Regions from separate parts of the Hordeum vulgare genome. Here region 1 is linked to region 2. A link is a contact called in public Hi-C data. All regions are on one chromosome and are shown on one strand. The core of a region is the stretch at or near the end of the contact, and the rest is flanking DNA. Distances in the headings are between cores, read along the strand shown. Region 1 holds the start of LOC123429248 (serine carboxypeptidase-like 50). Region 2 holds the start of LOC123424497.

Region 1 (5,474 bases), core at 2,142-4,641, 240 kb after region 2:
CGAAGCAACGTGGATGAACCTTTTGGAGACGGCTCGTAGCAGCTTCTTCATGACGTACTTCTCCTCCAGCGGATCACCAAGCTCACGGATGCGTCCCACGAGCGTCGTGAACCTTGCCGCAAAATCATCCATGAACTCTGCATCACCCATCTTGAGGCCATCAAACTCCGAGCGCAAGGACTGAATCCTCGCCTCCCGGACGCGCTCGACGCCAACGTGCATGGAGCGTAGAGCCGCCCACACATCGGCAGCGGTCTCCTTGTCCGCTACGCGCAGCAGCGTCGTATCGTCGATCGACTGGGAGATGATCGTCATGGCCATCTCCTCCTTGCCCTTGTCGACCTCCATGGACGACGCCTCGCGATCAACGGCAGCCCATGCGCCGTTGGCTCGCAAGAGGTACTTCATCCTCATCGCCCATGCCGTGTAGTTTGTCCTTGTTAGCAGCGGGAATGGAAGCTTTCCCGTTGCCGCCGTCGCCGCCGCCGCCACCGCCGGCACCAGCGCCCCACTCGCTGAAGAGTCACGCGTCATCTTCAACCTAGCTCCGATACCAAATGTTGGAGCTAATTCTCTCAGCTCACCGAGCTAATTCTCTCAGCTCACCTCTTCTCTCTTGGTTGTTTCACACAACACACACAAGAACACAAGAAATTTGATACCGTGCTGCCTCACACAGCTCATAGCTTTTCTCCTCTCTATATTTTCTCTTCTTTCCAAAGCAAACAAGATAACAACTTATATGACACACGCACACAGCGGCCACGATCTGCCACGAGCTAACTAACTGCCCACGTCCTGAGCGTGTGCAGCTGCTCCACTAATTTAACTACATGCAAACTCCACTTGCTATCTTCACGTACTAACTTATTTGACCGAATCACTCGGTTCAAACATCTATGCAGACCAACGCTTTGCCCAACTTGCATGCAGCACCGTGCATCACACACGGCATCGTCGTCCGCGTCATGCGGTAGTTCGGCAACTCCTCAATGCATGCCAACCGAACTACCTAATATGCATTGGCCCGATGTGACTCTAACTCATGCAGAAAATAAACATGCAGATAGTAACATATAGCATTTCCTAGTGCCTCTAAGCTGGAATTTAATAACAAGTAAACAAGTTATTCCTTCCATGACTTTGGAGTCGATTCATACGCGTGAGAGAACCAGCCATGCAAAGGGTTGATTCTTTTGAATTTTTTAAATGAATGAAGGCTGCCTCTTACCTTAAAGGCGACGTCAACGATTTTTATGTAAAAGGCAAGGACTCTAATGTATAGGACCTTAGAGGCAAGCTTAGAGACGGAAAAAGACCACACTATGGATGCGGGCTCTGCAATTGGGAAAGGCGATGAGGGTACATAAAAATCATGCTTGAATCAGACTCCCGGGAAGCGGTGCACAAGATCACTCGTGGATCTATAGATTTGTCATCTAATGACCTATCATGGGGCAGGTGAAAAAACTTCTCCATGAGTTTGTGGAGTTTAGGGTTAGCTAAGCCACATACATTTAAGACCTAATTAGTTAGGATTGTGAAGAAAAAAAAATGAAGGAACGATTCTGTTAGAAGTTTGGGAGGGACGATTCTTAGAGAATCGCTCAAAAGAACTGACCCGTAGTGTTATCTATGCGGAAAATTGAAAATGGTCTATTTTCATTGCAAATGATTTTCATCCTTTCTCCAGAAAAGAACTACTTTTCATCTCATCAATCTGTGAAATTTCTTCAGCTATATTTGTTAAGATTGACTCTGTTTTCTAAATAGCCCATGCCTCTGTTACACATTGATCCTTGAAGATATCAACTCTGTATTGAACAATTGTTGGACAGCACGAAACCAGTTTCGTCGACCAGCAGCGTCATCAGGACACCGCGACCTGGGCGCCGGCCGGCGTCAACCGGGGCGAGACGCCGCCGCCGAACACCCCTGTCTCCGTGACCCACCCCTCGATCATCTCCTGCGCCGCGCGCCCATTGTCGACCGGCACCATGTGCCCAGCGCCGTACACCACGGCGTGCGTCAGCGCCCCCGACCGCTGCACGTACCCGGCGAGCTCCTTCTCCTCGCCGACGCCGCCGGTCCGCCACACCACGCGCTCGGCTTCCTCGAACGCGCGGAGCCCGCCCCAGCTCAGCTCCTTCATCCACGCCTCCTGCGACACCACGCCGATCCAGGGGTCGCGGATGCCCTGGTACAGCAGCAGGCGCGTCCGCCGCCGGAGCAGCGCCTCCACCTCCGGCTTGACGCTCTTCATCATGTCCTCGTGCATCGCGTCCCTCACCGCCCGGCTGCACTGCTCCCACGCCACGTCCCGGCGCGCGCCCAGCGCCGCCTTCACCTCCGCCCGGTTCACGAACCGCCCCACGGCCGCCGTCGCGTAGGGCCGCTGCCTGGCCAAGTCGTAGAGCGTGGCGAGCCCGGTGGCGTTCAGCAGCCACGAGCGCACGCGGCCCCGCGCGTCCGAAGCCTCCCGCCACCGCGCCGCCCGCGCCAGCGCCACCGCCTCCGCCTGCAGCGCCTCCAGCTCCCGCCGCTGGCGCGCGTTGATGAGCCCGGTGAAGTAGGCCGAGTCGGCGTGCGTGGGCAGCTGCGCGACGGGGTGCGTGAGCCCGTTGCCGATGGCGGCGCCGCGGAGGTTGACCCGCCGCCCCGCAGGCAGGCTCGGGTTCGCGGCGAGGATAAGCGCCCCGGCGGCCGGGACGTACTTCCCGGCGTAGCTCTCGCCGGAGAGGAAGAAGGGGCGCGCGCGGAAGGAGGGCGGGCTGGCGTCGAAGAACGACTGGAGCGCGGCGAGGACGTGCGCGGCGACGGCGGACTGGTCCCGCGGGATGGCGGCGGGGGATGGCGCGGCGCTGAAGCCGGTGCCGAGCGGGCTGTCGAGGAAGAGGAGCCCGGAGCGGCGGTTCCACGCGAAGGGGTTGCGGGAGAGCGAGGCACCGTCGGGGGCGACGATGTAGGGGCCAAGCTCGAAGAAGTTGCCGACGAGGCTGGAGCAGCCGGGCCCGCCCTGCAGCCAGAGGAGCAGCGGCGTGTCGGCCGGCGCGGTGAGCGGGTGGCTGGCCTCGTAGAAGGCGTAGAAGAGGGAGGCGTTGGTGCGCGAGTCCACCGGCAGGTAGCCGGAGCTGGTAGGCTGGGCCTCCTTCGGGAAAGCCGCCGCGAGCGAGACGGAGACGGTGGCTGCAAGGAGGACGGTGGCGAGGAACGGACGCGGCGGAGCCATGGATCGATCGGATCGGATCGGATCGGATCGGCTAGTTGGTGGAGTGTTCAGCGCAGCAGCTTCGTTGACTCTGGGCTTCACAGTAACTTTTTTTTTTTCGGGGAAACTTTACCGAGTGCGCGGAGAGGTGACAAGTTTTTTTTGTTTGACAACGGCTAGTAGTTTGAGGTGACAAGTTTTTATAAATAAAAAACCTAGTCGTCTTCCTGTTTCTAAAAAAACGAGTCGCCTTTCTTCAAAGGAAATGTTTACAATTGACACACCGCCGAACGATTCAGCCGGATGTGTGTTACGCGTAGGACCCATATAGATCGAACGCGTTCCATGGGCCTCCTGCAGCGCGCTGCTCGCCTTCTTCCCTTATCCCCTTCTGTTGTTTGTGGTCAGAAAAATTTCCCCACCGACACTGCCCAGCTCTTCCTTTCCTTGCACATCTCTCTCCATCGGTGCTGCCCACCTCTTCTTTCTCTCTCTCTCTCCACCTCCCGCGTTTGTGTTGCACTTCTCCTTGCTCCTTTTTTCTTTCTTCCTCACAAGCATGCAGGCGACAAGAAGCCATCCTCCTCCTGCGTGCTCTGTCCCGCAGCCGCCCAGCGCCACAACTCTCCGTCCATTGGAGCTGCCACGGCTGCCACCGGGGTGCTGCAAGGGAGCTGACCATGCGGGAGATGCTCCAACACTTACCACGACGGGCGACATGACCCAACGACATCGTTTTGCTACAAACGGCAAGGTGTTTCGCTGGAACTAGCGACACCAATTGCTGGAACCGTGTACACACAAGCTGCAACTGTACATCCACGGACTACACCCGCCGCCGACGACGTCGCCGAAAATGTTACAACCGTGTATCATGGAAGCTACAACCAGCTCTCGGAAAAGCTACAACGATGCACACACTGCAACCAGCAACGCCGTCCTCGGCAAAATACTTCAACCGCGTTCCGCACAAGCTACATCCACATACGTCAAAGTTGCAACCATTTTGATTTTGCTACAACCGTGTCACCAGAGCTGCAACCAGCGACTCTGCCATCACAAAAATGCTTCAACCGTGTACTGAAGAAGTTACATCCATGTGCACCAGACCTGCAAGCATTTTGCGGCGACGCTACATCCGTGTTGTCAGAGCTGTGACGCGGGGCGAGCCACGATGTTGGCGACCATCGGTGTGTGGAGCTTCGCGACCAGCGTCGCCGCTATCATGATTTCCGTGTGCGGAAACCAAGTGCCCGGAGAGTTACAACCTTGGGAGCAAAAACTGTTTTTGCAAACCCAGGAAGGATGGGTTTCAATCGCCACCGGATATGGGAGCGACGGTCCTGCCTACGGTGTTGGTTCGAGGACTACAGGGCAGTGGCAGTTGCAGCGAGTTGTGGCACGTGAGATGGATGCAGCATGCAACGTGGAAGGACTCACACATGCCTGTTTCTGATACGGTACGAAGTGGTTTGGGGAAGAAGATAAGATGAGTGGGTCGTAGGATCGGGCGGCTACATAATGCCTAATTTGACGGTCTGCACACAACCTGTCGAACTCTTGGGTCGAACCGCCGACGCCTAGCGATCACCTTGCTTCACCGTGTAAGATTTCCTTTTATTTTTCAACAATCAAAACCATGATATATTTACCAAATGATAATGTCTACATGTGTGATAATTGGCCTAAATGCAGACCATGCCTTTTGACTTTTTTACAGGAATATTCGAGCACTTGTCATCTGGGTCGAGAGCCACAAAAGCATTCAATATCGTGTGGATGTTATCATTTAGGGAAACTCCAACGTGCCGACCCAAACGAACGGTTTTTTGTTCGTTTGGGTCGGCCACCTGCTGGTCGTCCGTCCTTGGGTCGACAGTACGCCCAACGTTCGCGACACAAATTTACTGCCGTGGCTGACACAAATTTACTGCCGTGGCCGGCTGGCCGTCATTTTTCAACAAATATACACACGGTTTTGCATTATTAGACAAGTAGACATGAAAAAATAGCATAGTTTGGCAACCAAATAAAACATAGTTTTTCAAATAAATAAGTATAGTTTTACAAACAGTATAAAAATTAAATTGTCTCAAATACATATGAAAAAAGATACATCTATTAGTTGCCAACATGAGCTTACATATGCTCCACCAAATGATTTTGCAGCTGCATGTGAGTTTCCTAATCACGCATTTCATATAAAAAAGTTCCAAATTTACTCAGGTTTAAAGAAAGTTCAGAATTCCATATAAAAGTTATAAAT
Region 2 (5,433 bases), core at 1,908-4,407:
AAGAGATATGAGTTACAACAGATTATTTATATTGAAAGGCTGTTTCTCTGAAAATATGATACGAGATGAAAAATCACCTTTCTTTGATCAAGGCGGAAATTAACACGGCTAGGGGATGCATATACAGTTTTCGAAACCTTATAAATTGGAGGCAACCGCTTGCTTTTGTCTGCACGATTGCGAAGATTGCTGATACTGTGGAAGTAGATTATAAGAAGCACATAACAAGCCATTAAATATTATTGAGGGGAGTTATGAAATAAAAGTTTTGTTGTGCATGACAATTGATACTACTGGCACTCTAAGATTTGTGAGTCCCTTAACATTCCAGCGCAAACTCATGCTGAAAGATAAATTTGTGGTCGCAAATTGTTCAGTCAGCTAATGAAAAAAGTGTGACTGTAGCACCAACCCAGACCCGTTTCTCAACATGTAGTTGAAACAGAGAGTGCTGTTTCAATACGGAATTAGATGACATGACAATCATTATTTGTCAACCGTCTCAGATTTTGATAAAGGGTGAGAAACTATGAACCAAAAATCTGGGTAGTTCTTTAACTGACTATAGCAACAGACCAAAAGTGTTGTATTAATATAAGGATTTACTTTATTTAGCATCCCGTTGCCATTGGCGATCCTCCAAGACGCGATGAAGATAGCAAGCACGAAGGCTTGGAGAAGAAGAGGAATAATAGAGAGTAAAAGGATAATTGGTAGATTTCTCTCTGTTTGTTCAGCTTAACCATTCTCTGGGTACAGACTTGCTTATATATAGCCTACAGCTCAACACACGGCAACATCCATGCTGAACACACATGCACTCTGCGCCACTGTTATTAAGCCTCTTCTATACGGTGGCGCCTCATGAATATATGTCTCAACTCCAGTGTCTCGCACACCAGCCATGACACCTCAATAGATCACCAAAAAGGGTTTTTAGTTGTTCTTATGCATACTTATAGCTAATTGTTCAGAGCATAAAAAGCTTGTAAGATCTTAGCAGAAGTGCCACAGAAACATACCTGCACAATGCCACTGTGACGGTATATGACGTGTGAGCGACTAAATTCAAATAGAACGAACGTTCCCAATCAACCTCAGTTGAATTAGCATTGATGAGCTTTTCAAGCTGGCAATTGCAAAAAGGAGCATATTTAGCCCAGTAATTCAACAAAGAGTAATTGTTCTTATCATGGGTTCTCCAACTAACACTATGTTAACCAGATATAAGACATAAAAGAACACTGATAAGGATTTCCCCATTGTCACTAGTCTTAAAAATTACACCTCACAAACATGAAAATTACTGAATCGAGTGTTCATCTGTTCATGCATACAAAGTTACAAATGGTAAGGGATCTAACATTGTCGTCAAGCTCCAGTGCAAAGCGTACGGCTAAAGCGTGCTGATAATGTCAAAAGAGGCCGGGTTAGACCGAACTTGACATGGGAGGAGTCCGTAAAGAGAGATTTGAAGGACTGGAGTATCACCAAAAAACTAGCCATGAACAGAGGTGCGTGGAAGCTTGCTATCCATGTGCCAGAACCATGAGTTGGTCGCGAGATCTTATGGGTTTCACCTTTAGCCTACCCCAGCTTGTTTAGGACTAAAGGATATGTTGTTGTTGTTGTACTGTATGTTCATTACTGTTATACTCCCTCTGTACCTAAATACTTGTCGTTGGGGAAAACCAATGCAAGTTCCCCCAGCGACGAGTACTGTGGTACAGAGGGAGTACATATGAAAATTGTGTAGCTTGTACCCGAAAAAGGCTCATTCAGCAGTTAAGAACAACAAATTAGAATATAACTTTTTATATATAGGGTTAATGAAATAAAACAATGGGAACTTTTTCCCTTAAAAAGCAGTTTATTTTAAGTTTTAACAATAGTTACAGAAACTGTGAGCTTGACTGAATACAGAGCATACTTGTTATTGTTGCAACTGAATTAATTAACTCAACAGTAGAGAACATACAAATACAACAAAAATGAAGAAATAATGTATATATTTTATAAAACTTTCTTGAATCTACACTAGCAAGGAAGCCTCGAGAATTAACCAAAAAATCTGAAGTGAAGTGGATTTAGTGTAGCTTCATGTACCGTAGGAGCCCATCTGCGCACGAAAAAGGGAGGCAGATCTTCCATTTTCTGCATCTACAGCCAGCAGCAACAAACAAACGGTGAGATCCACATTCCACAGGGCAATATCGTACATATCAGGCTAACATAAGGGGGAAATCAGCAGGACTAGAAGGTACCGAGCTATTGACAAAGAAGACGAGGTCGTCCTCCTCCCTGCTCCTTGAGACCCTACCACGCACGAAGAAAAGGTCAAGCATCTCATGCCAGAATTTGTCGTCCATCTCGACGTCCGATGGATCGTCTTCGGCCTCGACGACAGTCCACCCGATCAGATGTGAATGCTTCTTCACCATGCTAAGCAATTCGGCCCTGGACACAGAATTGTGCACAAAACAGTAGTTGTCTTGTGTAAGCATCCGAAGAATTGTGCACAAAACAGTAAGTGTGACCCTGTTATAGACACTGCATCAGCAGTAACCGTGTTGGAGGAGAAGAGCACCGAAGCAGCACAGGCAATGAGCGTAGCTACCCTGACGCCAAATAGGAAATCGCAACGCTTAATTTGTCAAGTCTGTCTAGTCCTGGGCAGTTGTGCCGATCGGAATTTTTTGCTTCCACGGTCGAATTGTGTGCCTGCTACAGCTACGAAGCGAAGAGGGGAGAAGAGACGGACAGATGGGAAGACGGAGCATACCTCGAGGGCGCTGCCTGGCCGTCGCCGCCGGTCAGGTCAGTCGGCGATCTCTCCACGGGGACCTCCCCGGACGGCGAGGAGGTGGAAGGCGGCGCCGCCATCGCGACGGGGGGAGAAGGGGATCAGGAGGGGACGCGCGTGGGAAGAAACCGTCAGTTTCCCCGGCCGGGTATTTCCTTACCACGCAAGCGGCTTGGGTAGGAAGGACCCGATGCCCCGCCAGCGGAGGAGACTCTCGACTGGGGCAAGCAAGGGGAAGGGAGACGGAGACGGAGCAGAGCAGGGGAGGAAGACGGGCGAGCGGATCTCTCTCCGGCGCCGGTCACCAACACCGACACGTGGCCCGCCAGGCGCACAGACGTGGCGCGTCGCACCCTGCCAGCGCACCAATCCAGAACCGGCACGCACCGCACGCCAGCTCACCACCCCAGCCTTTTTCTCCATTTCTCTCTATCCCCTAAATAATCGTTTATAATCCCGCCGCGCCCCTTCGCCATGCCCGCCGCCTCACTCCTCCGCTCCTCCCTCCTCCTCTCCTCCCACGCCCTACGCCGCCTCTCCTCCGCCTCCGCCTCCGCGCCGCGCGGCCTCCGCCTCGCACAGCCCAAGGTCTCCGGGCGAACTGATACTAGGTCGTTGCGCTTCTCGCACTTGCGCTCACGGTTTCTGATCGGTCGGGGGTTCTGCAGGGATTCGGACGGTCCTACCCGCCCGCGCTCGCCGCAGCCGCCATGTCGACGTCGTCGGGGGCCAAGGAGGCGCCGGCCAACAACCCGGGCCTGCAGGCCGAGGTCGACCCCGCCACCAAGGGCTACTTCATGCAGCAGACCGTAAGCCACTCCCTCCCCCTGTTTCCCACTTCGTTTAGCCGCCGATTGAGCGGGCGTGCGCGTTATCCGGTACGAATTTGCGCCTCCGTGGGTTTGATCTGTGGAGCGGAAGAGACCATGTGGCCGGATTTGGCCGAGGCAGTCCGTCCAACAGCTGGTGGTCCCTGGGCGCCTGTAGTTTCAGGTTGTGAAATTGAGAGGAAACAACACCTGTTGTCGGACGAAGTGATGGGGTCTGTCAGTTCAATGTGACCGGATTGTTGGTTTTTGCGAACTGCAATGTCAGCTTAGCATCCCACTCTGTTTGCTTGGCCCACTATGCTTGCTGCTGCCTGCGCATATGTTCATTTCAACACTCGGGGTATGTAGCTGTTCTATGGAATGCTGGAAGTTGTGTGTTTGGGTGTAGCATAGGCGATTCATCAAGGACATTCATGGGGTTGTACTTTCAATAGGGATGCTTTGGATGCTTCGCTATATACTGAGGAAATTTTTAGTGTCATTGTACTACTAGGCCATGAAGCATCATTTGTTCTGCTATTGGCCGAACAGTTGGTGGACCAGCTTGTTACTAGCGGCATTTCCGGTTGTTCCAGTCGGTTGCTCTTACCATAATGAATATTGGTTCCAACTTGCAGATGTTCCGCGTGAAGGACCCAAAAGTGAGCCTTGACTTCTACTCGCGCGTGATGGGCATGTCGTAAGTTTTCTTTCTTTTGTCTTCCTTCAGATGATGTGTTTGTGCATGTGAGAAGGACAGGACATCCATGGGCCATCGATTTCCTTAGTGAAATCTGTAAATGTTCTATTTTTTTTTGTTGGGTTTTCAAGAAAAGCTAGTATCATTGCATATCAAGTCATGCTCTGAATTTTCTCCTATAGTATGTATGGCAAACCAACATGGAGTACTGGTGGAAGTAATTGCGTTGAAATGTGTAATTCTGTAATTGGTACCTGGAGCAACAAGGATCTGGCGCGAAAAGATATAGGCTGTATAATTCAGTTCTACTGCACACAGAAAGCTCAAGGTCTTAGTTTTGGCCTCTTGCTGGATGTGCTTCAAATTGTTATAATTTACCGCATGTCTATTTTGTACAAAAAGGCACCGAAGTTATGAATTCTCAAGTGTACAAGCAGCAGAATACGATTAGTGACCTAGAGGTTCATAGACATGCTAATGAATAGGGAATTGCAGACTGTATCAAATGTAGTTACACTACGAGTGTGCATCAAAACCACATTGCACTGTCATTCGATAGTAACCGTTTGCTGTTTTTTTTTAATGTTTTGTTAACAAAACCAACAAAACCAACAAAACCAGGTTGCTGAAAAGGTTGGATTTTCCAGAGATGAAATTCAGTTTGTATTTTCTTGGTTACGAGGTAAGAGTTTCTTGATTAGGGGAAACTTGAATGTGACAATTTACTTGAATCAGCTAACGCCTCTGGTTCTTTACCTTGCCATTGCCGATAGGATTTGTCCGCAGCCCCTGTTGATCCTGTCCAGCGGACTGGATGGACTTTTGGGCAAAAGGCTACAATCGAGCTCACTCAGTATGTTCTGTTACTTTTTAATATTCTCCTTATCTCAGTGAATATGTCCTTGATTGTTTCTAAGTAGCACCAACCGCCCACTAATACATTAATAAACTCCTGGTTTCACTGTAGCAACTGGGGCACAGAAAATGATCCTGAATTCAAAGGGTACCATAATGGGAACTCTGACCCTCGTGGATTCGGTATGTGCAACACAAATTTATGTTTAAAAATGTTACAGCTGCAACTCACCATGAATATCTTAGATGCTGCAATTCTCATATCT

What was found. Hi-C and Micro-C count contacts between places; a contact is called where the count stands out from the background.
Region 1: a Hi-C map of seedling shows a contact between it and region 2, with 4 times the contacts expected there. The contact joins the promoter of LOC123429248 here to the promoter of LOC123424497 in region 2. A contact is called at or near these places in 2 of 6 Hi-C or Micro-C datasets (leaf and seedling).

Annotation. Positions count from the first base shown.
Region 1 is chr2H:17,574,081-17,579,554 of MorexV3_pseudomolecules_assembly, forward strand. It overlaps LOC123429248 (serine carboxypeptidase-like 50), which reads right to left and starts at 3,392. Exons shown (of 1, transcript XM_045113304.1): 1 at 1,714-3,392. The coding sequence starts at 3,229. The coding sequence ends at 1,871.
Region 2 is chr2H:17,331,365-17,336,797 of MorexV3_pseudomolecules_assembly, forward strand. It overlaps LOC123424497, which reads right to left and starts at 3,158. Exons shown (of 11, transcript XM_045108116.1): 1 at 2,783-3,158; 2 at 2,265-2,457; 3 at 2,107-2,160; 4 at 1,023-1,129; 5 at 78-195. The coding sequence starts at 2,883. LOC123424498 (lactoylglutathione lyase) reads left to right here and starts at 3,256. Exons shown (of 8, transcript XM_045108117.1): 1 at 3,256-3,391; 2 at 3,472-3,612; 3 at 4,251-4,312; 4 at 4,934-4,994; 5 at 5,086-5,165; 6 at 5,280-5,350. The coding sequence starts at 3,278.